Regions from separate parts of the Mus musculus genome. Here region 2 is linked to region 1. A link is a contact called in public promoter capture Hi-C data. All regions are on one chromosome and are shown on one strand. The core of a region is the stretch at or near the end of the contact, and the rest is flanking DNA. Distances in the headings are between cores, read along the strand shown. Region 1 holds the start of Cc2d2a (coiled-coil and C2 domain containing 2A). Region 2 overlaps Ncapg (non-SMC condensin I complex, subunit G).

What was found. Promoter capture Hi-C pulls out the DNA fragments that hold promoters and counts their contacts.
Region 2: a promoter capture Hi-C map of embryonic stem cells shows a contact between it and region 1, with 4 times the contacts expected there. The contact joins the enhancer-like site here to the promoter of Cc2d2a in region 1. A contact is called at or near these places in 2 of 39 promoter capture datasets (the 3T3-L1 cell line and embryonic stem cells) and 1 of 115 datasets of contacts at active chromatin or transcription factors (astrocytes).

What each region holds. Positions count from the first base shown.
Region 1 is chr5:43,660,488-43,665,152 of GRCm38.p6, forward strand. Cc2d2a (coiled-coil and C2 domain containing 2A) reads left to right here and starts at 1,892. Exons shown (of 38, transcript NM_001359906.1): 1 at 1,892-2,072.
Region 2 is chr5:45,686,678-45,691,158 of GRCm38.p6, forward strand. It overlaps Ncapg (non-SMC condensin I complex, subunit G), which reads left to right. Exons shown (of 21, transcript NM_019438.1): 12 at 635-745; 13 at 1,884-2,003. Among named protein-coding and RNA genes, the nearest start is that of Ncapg, 19 kb to the left of the region's middle. Within about 2 kb of position 2,379, at least 33 of the 459 cell types and tissues checked have an H3K27ac peak or open chromatin away from gene starts, as enhancers often do.

The DNA.
Region 1 (4,665 bases), core at 642-3,141:
ACCAGCCTAGAAATGCCACAACCCACAATGGTCTGGGCCTTCCCACATCAATCAGTCATTAAGGAAATGTCTTACGGGCTTTTCTACAGCCTAACCTTATAGAGGCATTTTCTCAATTACGGTTCACTTCATTCCAATGACTCTAGGTTGTGTCAAGTTGACATAAGACTGACCAGCACACACTGTAAGGACCCTACCTCTAATAATGTCAGGTTCTGTGGTACTGGGAGTGAAGATGTCAATATGTTATGAAGACCATATTAGTACCTCAATCTGATATCTTCCTTCTCCCCATCACACACACCACACAAACATGTTGGCTCATGTGTACACTGTACACACATATGTTAAAAAGTGAACTCTGGGTTCTCTGGTACGGTGAGACATGAAGACACAGACATGGCTGTCTTGTAGAAAGGTTATTCACACAGATCCTTCAAAGCAGGAAATGTCTTATAATTCTATAACAGAATATCACAATGGATATAAATTTGTTTCTTGGGCTGGGAAAAAAATGACTCAATCAATAAGATACTGGCCCAGAATAAATACTGAGCTCAGGTCTCCAGCACCCACATAAAAAGCCAAGTGGCTACAGGCATCTATATTCCCAGCACTGGGGATACAAAGACAGACCAATCAACCAAACACAATCAGCAGCAGTCTCCAAAAACAGCATTCTCCAAACATCAGGCTCCAAAAGAGACCCTTTACTGGGGTTTTCCCTGGAAGGAAGGTTGTGGCATGGTAAGTGTGCTGGTGGGTTTAGAATTAAATAATTTGACTTGTTTCAGAATATTCTGGATCATAGACATGCTCCCTAAGCACCTGCCTCCAGAGTGACTTAGAGCAGAGGGGTACTTCTTGGTGATTGCAGTAGATGGAGATGCCAGCTTGGGGTCAGTTAGTACGTATCAAAGAGAATATATGCATTTCCTTGGAGTCATTTATTGTCTCTAGGAATTAGTTAGCTTCAGAGATCTATCTAAGACCCATGCAGTGAATGCCAGAGCTTTAGGGATACAGAAAATAGGGGCTGGGAGATAGTTCTATTAGTAAAGGGCTTTTCATCACACAAGCATGAGGACCTGGCTTTGAAGGTGGCTAACACTCAGCATGGTGGCCCACGTTTGTTCTATCAGCACCAGACAAGCTAAGACAAGCAGGGATCTGGAGTTAGGCAGGCAGCCTAGCCTAATCACCAAATGCCAGCTTCCAGTCAGAGGTCTTGTCTAAGAAACAAAATGGCAGGCTTCTGAGGAACAACACTTGGGGTTAGGAGGCCGCGGTCTGTGGAGTTCCTTGATCTGTGGTTGTCTTTGGCCTGTAGAGTCTGAGTCTGCTTACTACTGTTCTCACTACTTGGCCTTTTCTCCTGGTTTCTTGCCTTTTTTTTTTTTTTTTTTTTTTTTTTTGAGCCATCTTGTCTGTATCCCTGCTGGGCCGCTGGGTCATTTGTAGTGAAGAGTTGAAGAAACAGAGGTTAGGCGTGTGCGGTCCAGCTTCTGTGCACAGCCAGCCAACATCCCTAATGCAACACACGCTGGAGCTCTGATAGCTCTGATGCCCGGCCACATAGTCTTTGCTACTGCTTACTAGGCAGCTCCACACAACATGGCCCCTCCTGATTCTAAACCACTCTACTTATCAACACCTTCTGTCCTTGACCCAACAGGCCATGCAACCCAGAGACATAAGGCAGGACACCCTGCTGAGAGCCTGAGTCCTCTCTGCTAGGCTGCCCAGTTGCTTTCCCTTTGTCTCTCTTCAGCACGTTATTTTTCCACTGCTTGCCCAGCAAGCTCATATTCCAAGTCTTAAAAGTAAACTGCCACTTTAAAAAAAAAAAGCGGCCGCCTAGTGACCTTCCCTGGGAACTGGTTGCTAAGCTGGTGTTTTTTTTTAAACCCTGAGATATGGCTGCAGCTTCCCAGGGAGTAACCTCTCTTACCCCAGCCCACCCTTTCGCTCATTTCTAAAAGGTTCTCTGGCTTGACACAACTGGTCTCTCATCTCATCCCTTCAGCCCAGCAAGTGGAATCTGCAAACTTCGTTTTGTAGAGTGGACGAAGGTAAATCAGTCTTTAACAGAGACAGGCTGCAGTGTCCTGCTTTCCTCTCCTTTCCGTTCCGGCAGAGAAACCAGCCCCTCCCTGGTGCAGTGAGAGTGGAATGAATGCTTTGTAACGTTAGGGACTCTCATCTTGCTAACATTAGAGACCCTTCATCTTGCTTGCAGTTTCACTCTCTCAATGCAAAGTGGGGGCACTGCAGGGACAGCTCTGATTTCAGCTGCTGTCTGGCTTGCAGGGGAAAAGCAAACCGGTTCACAGAGAGCCTCTCTGGTCAGTGTGCTGCTAAGCACTAGCTGCGTGTTGCTTTCGGGCCTTTAGTTTAAACTGCTCCGGGGAAGGGGAGGGCGGGCCGGAGGGAGTACTCTCCGTGTGGCGAGCTCCACTTTTCTTGTTATTGGACAAAGAGCTCTGAACCGCAGGGCTGAGGTCTGCCAAGCTTTCAGAAGTCTACTGGCCATCAGCTCAGCTGTTTTCATTTTAGGTGCTATGAAATGCTAGGTGCTATGAAATGCTAATAAAATCTAATGAGAAATACATGTCTGCTATTGCATTTTATATAACATTTCTGCAAATAAGTGTAACGACAGCATGCTTTGTATAGAGGGGAACTGTATATGGATAGAGAAAATATGTGCATATATGTATACATAGAGATAGAGAGATATGCACATATATAAACATAGATCAATCTGTATATAGATAGTTGGCCTAGAGTTCACTTACAGAGTCATTTATTCAAGTTTTTAGTGAGCATCAATGATGCAGCAGATGAAGAACTCAAGTTTACAGTGTACAAAACCAACTTAGACCAGGTCCAGTGGTGAGACTTTGCTGGGGAAGCAGATGTAGAAACAGATAATGAGATCAGTGACAAAACAGACTTGTAAAAAGGTCTAAAGAGCTTGGCCCACAGCGGGACTCCTGCCATAGAGGTGCTTCCAGCACCCCCTGTGCAGCTGAGCAATCCCATGAGCAGAGCCTGGGTGCTGACCTGGCCTCATCAAGTGAAAGGTGTCCCGTCCATCTGATTAAATGACCACACACAGCTGTGTCACTCACCTGGTACCCTAGAAGCTGGGGCTAGAGTAACTTGCTGCTACATAATTAATCATTAAAAAGGCACAGGATGGCTCCTGAGAGTTCACAACTTTGAGCGGGCCCTCCCACTCGAAAGGAAAAGCCTCGTCTCTGAAGAGAGAAAGTGAGCATGCGTGGAGGGGAGGAGGTTCCAGCAACATTTTAAACAGACGAGGGAAAACAAGTGTCCTGGTCCTGGCTGGAGGAAGGGGAGAAGAGACTTGTGTATGGCTGTCAGGGATGGGTGACAAAAACTAAAGAGAGTAAAGGGATAGCACTCAACACCCTAAGGTTTTCTTATGGTTCTCTTCCATCTCTGAACCTCTGTTTCCCCTCTCCATCCCTTCCTCCCACCTCCCCTCGCAACCATGACCTCTTCATCTGACCATCCTGGTTGGTAAAAAGATACTCTAAAGACACATTTGTGTATCTCCTTCAGCTATCGGACCATTAAAACAATGGACTCTAAGCCATTAAAACAATGGACTCTCAGAGCTGTATTTTCTCAGTATTGAGCGCTGGGAGAAGGAAAAGATGGGCTGCTCGTACCAGCACAAGGGAGGACTTGTCTCCAAAAGACAGTTCTGACAGCTTGTCAATCACCTTGCAGAAGGTACAGGGACAGAGACAATGCCATGTCAGTGATGGAAAGGACCACACTGACCAAAATTGCTTAGCTATGTATCCCTCCTGGTACCTTTTATTCAGACCCAAATTTCATATCAGGACCCTGGAAGACTGACTGTGACATTACTGGGCACCTCTGTTCCACTTCCCAAAGTCATCATGTTGTCTCTGATTTGTCCATTATTTTTCTCTTTCATTGCCCTACTGGGGCACTGGTGGCCAAACCTATCTTGTTAGAGTTGCCAACTGTTCTAACCCAAACTCTGGCAACATCCATAATAATAAAACCATAAACCCTACCAACACAGAGAGCCTGGTCTGTGACAGTCACTTTATTACAATCATTTCAGTACAGAGTCCATCATAAGAATGGGTTACCCATAAGAAATGATGATCACCTAAGGTGGGACATTTGATTATGAATTTATAGAATTGGCTGTGTTGTTTCAAGATCACACACTGGTGAGAAAATGGGGATTTTGAACCTAGGACTATGTTTTTTTTCCCAAAGACCTCACTCTTTAAAGCCATAATTTCTTTGTATAATTAATACACCATCCTTTCGGAGCAGTCTCAATTAAGAAGTACTTTATATAGTATAGCCATTTCCTCTCAGTCCTTCTCTGTATCTTGGAGGTTCATCCCTGGATTCTTGGATATGACTCTTAATGGCTGACTTTAGAGACAGTTCATGTGGTCAGAAAACAGTGTAGATACTTTCCTTTAAAATTAGTTGGTTATCTGCCCTGTGTAAAATAGATTATTGGCCTTGTGTCACCTATATAATTAGGACATTGCTATAGTGTTTGTGGTTTTCCATTGTATTTTCACAGCAAGGACAGTATAGACTAGTGATGGTAATCTTGTTTTAACAAAATTAAAGTGG
Region 2 (4,481 bases), core at 1,129-3,628, 2.0 Mb after region 1:
AAGTGTGGATACACCAAAGACCACCTTAGTTAACCAATGATTCTTATTGGGGTTACCTACAGAAATATGAGTGAAGGGTTATTTATAGGAGCAGAAGTGAGTGACTCAAAGGGTAGCTACATTACCAAAAGCCACCTCAGTGAGGGTGACAGCTCATAAAGCTGAGAACGTGGAGCACATTTTAGTCTGCAGGTAGCATGTTGGAGAGAGTTTGTTCCAGGTGCCTCAGTTGGTCTAAACCTCTAACAGGCAACTCAACTGGTTTCTGCTTCTTAGAGGCAGCTGTTGTTAGTCTTCTTTGCAGGTGCCTTGTTTGAAAGTCTTTTCAGCTCTTGCTACTTACTTTGGCAAGGGGAGGGGCCTAGTGAATCTGGTCAATTTCAGATACTTCTTCAATCTGTTTTGAGTTGTTTAACAATCCTGATTAAAGCTTCCTTTTAGAATGAAATATTTCAACCTAGGAGGAAACTGTTACACAAAACTGGGCCAGCTCAGTTGAAAATGAAAAATAGAGTTCATGGTTGGATAAGGTTCCCAAAGGAACAAAGAGTAACAATCTGCCACAGAAAAAGTCTCAAGAGAGCAATTGTTTAAGGGATATTCTTACTAACGATGGATATGTCTTTTATTTTAGAACGATGCGGAAACATTACAGAAGTGTCTTGTTTTGTGTTACGAATTGTTGAAACAGATGTCCACTTCAACTGGAATCACTGCAACCATGAATGGGATCATTGAATCTTTGGTACACTGCTGGCCTTTGAGACCCTATACTCCTCTACCTTATTATATAATAATGTTCATATTAATTAGTAATTTAAAAATTAATAATTAAAAGACTACCATTTTAAACATCAGATAAATACAGTGAACTATGTATATCCATAGTGACTACTTCATAATATGAAGAATAATTGAAATAATACATTTTTAAAAAGCCACTTGTTTATTGAATGCATATTATCTAGGAAATGCTTGAAATAAAGTATACATAAAATACAAAACTACAGATAGCCATTCTGGATCTTCTGCTCAAGTGAGGGAAATATTGTTAAAAAATAGATACTATATATATTATCCACTTATATGTGTGTAATATAACAAAAATGAGGCCTTTAGTGGGGGTAAGAGGGTCATGCCATGGGAGGGAGGGGACATGAAAGTGGTTGAAGGGAGCAAAGGGAAGTGGAAAAAATGATGTAATTAAAGTATAAAAATTAGTTACTTATGCTATTGATATTGGTTATGAAGATTTATATGGTCATGGGTGAGCTTAATAATTGCAGGTTTGACCTATTCATGGAAAACGGTCCTGCTATGATATTTATAAGATAATATGTGAAAAAGAGGGAATAAGACTTACAACTGTAGTTACTAAAACAATGTGTAAGTGTTAAAAACTTACATCGATACATGCAGTTTTAGAATTTCTATTTCTATTCTCCCATCTCTAAGTGTAGTTTTAAAGATGGGAGGATATAAATTTATCCCACTACTAATTTTTATTATTTACAGTCTATAGTAATATTTTGAGTATATAAGATAAAGTAGGCATCAAAATCAGAACAGCTGAGCAGTGCTAAAAACAAAGTGACGCATGGTCTGCAGCGAGACTGCTGAGGTATTTATTATGTCTCAGCATTGAGAAGCCTTTGGAGTGTTACATACTGATAGGAAGGAAAATTGCTCTGCCTAGGTTCTATTTTTCAACTTTATAGTTACCCCTTTCATTTTTGTTCAAACTGGGGAAACTTTGTTAATAGTGTAGAAATGAAATACCCTTGCAAAATCATATGGAAATCATCATTTTGACCATGATTTTAATATGGCATTGTAAATTTCTTGCCTTGGTTAAAATTATTTTAATTTTTACTTTGTTGTAGATTCTTCCTGGAATAATAAGTGTTCATCCTATAGTAAGAAACTTGGCTGTTTTGTGTTTGGGATGCTGTGGACTACAGAATCGGGATTTTGCCAGTAAACACTTTATGCTGTTCTTACAGGTAGGATTTATTTTATGACTCTGTGTCTATTTCTTGACATGCTCTGCATCTCTGGGGATACGTTAAAATTCTAGGTGTGTTCAGATGCCTAATTGATGATCGTGGATAATCTTTAGGGCTTCAATTTTTATCTTGATAGTTTATAAAAATGTCTATTTCATAGAGTCATGTAGCTTATATGAGTGCATACTATGTGCTATCACTGTTCTTGGCTTAGGAGAAATGTAGTAGGAAAAGGACAAGGAGAACCAACCTGAATTTGTGCTGTTGGAGCTTGTTTTCCTGAAGGGGAAACAAGCCGGATGTATCTGTTATGCCAGCTAAGCATAGACAGAGCACAGTAGCAGCAGCCATGGGAGTGAGATGAGGCACAGTGGCTGTGCCCGTGATGCTGGCCTGAGTCTTACTTTGAATTACATTTTTCTAATTCAGACTCGTAGAGGAAAGTTAGAAAGAGTAGTCCTTATAAATACTTGAAAGAATACGGTCTTTTCTCTTTCTTTCTTTCAAAGATTTTATTTTTTTAGGTCTGCTGTGTGTGTGTAGGTACTCATGGAAGCCCAAAGAGGGCATTGAGTCACCCACACTGGGATCATAGGTCACAGACACATATGCCTGACACAGATGTTCATGTGAACTGAGCTCGTGTCCTTCGCAAGAGCATAACTACTCTTAACTGCTGAGTCATCTCTCCAGCTCAGACAGTTTGTTTCTTAGGAAAGAGAATAGAGGAGAGAGGTCTTAGGGGTAGGACTTTACTGTTTGAGGAACAAGAGGACATATGGCTAGGAAAATAAGCCAAATGCAGTCTAACAGGAGAAAGACTGTGGGATGTCTGTGTGCTCCAAGAACTTACGCTGTAAAAATGCAGATTTCCATTATGAATGAGTCAGGGAAGAAACTGTTGGTTTGTTTTTACTCTTTTGTCCCAACCCACCCACTGCATACCATTTTACCTCTTAAAGCCTCTGTTCTGTTTTGATTTCATGTGTCCTATTATTCTCCTAACCCTTTCTTTTTCTTTCTTGGGCATAGCCCTGGCCCACTTATATACCTACATATAAATACTGTTAACTTGGGATATGAAAGTCTAATAACTTACCTAGGTTAAATCAGTTGTTGGATCTGGCCTTTTTTTTTTTTTAAAGTTAAAAGTATTTGAATGATAGCAGATTCAAGGGCAGAAAACCTGAAGTTTGCCTATATTTTATATGTTACTTTGAAGTATAATTTTTAATTTTTAGATATTTTTTATTTATTGTTTAGCTTTTTAAAAAGTTATACAACAGGGTCTATGATCAAAAGAAGATAACTACTAAATGGATTCAATCTTGTAATCTTTATAAAGGTTTTTAAAAATTATTTGTTTTTGATATTTTGAGACAAGGTTTCTCTATGTAGCCTTGGCTATCCTGGACCTTGCTTTATAGAATAGGCTGGCCTCAAATTCAGACCCTCTGAATACCTTATTGAATACCTCTGTTCCCAGAGTGCTGGCATTAAGGATATGTGCCACCATGCACAGCTCTATAAAAGGTTTTGTTTTTTTGGTTTTTTGTTTTTTTTTAATTTTAAATAAGCATTCTCAGGGCTCTATTGGAAGGTTTTTTTTGTTTGTTTGTTTTTATTTTGGAATAAAAAATATCAAACTGTTAGTAATAAAAATTGATATAATGTATAAAGGTCTGTTAGAAAGGCAGAAGAGGGGAATTAATTTGTTTTAAAATCTCATTAGGATTGAATATTGGTAGCTATTGCTGCATGTAAAGGTTAATGAGAGTATGAAGGAAACAGTTGATGCTGAGCTAGTAGCATATTTGGAGTTTCCAGAGCCATCGTAACAGCATGTAAAGAGAATTTGGTTTTGGCAGATTTACAGGGCTCATTCTCAAAGCATGGAGTGGATATGTTCTTGACATATTCTTCAAAGTTTTTAGAATAAATAATTTTTCTAATTATAATAATTTGACCAATATAGAAGTGATCTTTGTTTATTTTAAAGGCCAAGTTACATTGTATAATATAGTTAATCTTTCATAGTAGAATGCCTCTGCCCCCATGGTTTTGGAATTTGTTGTGTAGTTTTTAACTCAAGATAGATTTAAACTATTTGTGTGCATATACAGAGATCTATGTTGGATATCTTTCTCAGTCTCTCTTCTAACTCTGACAAGGACCTCTCACTGAACCAGGACCTCCTGGATTTGGTTAGGTTAGTCGGCTAATGAATTTCAGGGATCCACGTGTCTCTGTGCCCCCAGTTCTTTGGTATCATTGTGCACTGCTATGCACCTAGCTTCCTGTGTGGTTGCTGTTTATCTGAAATGAGGTCTTCCTGCCTATGTTTGACAGGCCCTTTATGGATTAGGTCATTTCTCTAGCTCCCTAAACTGCTTTATAAAAGACTACTTGATACCTGAATTCACTATTAATGAAATCTGAATTTACTAAGTAATGAGAAAAATTTTCCTTCAAAGA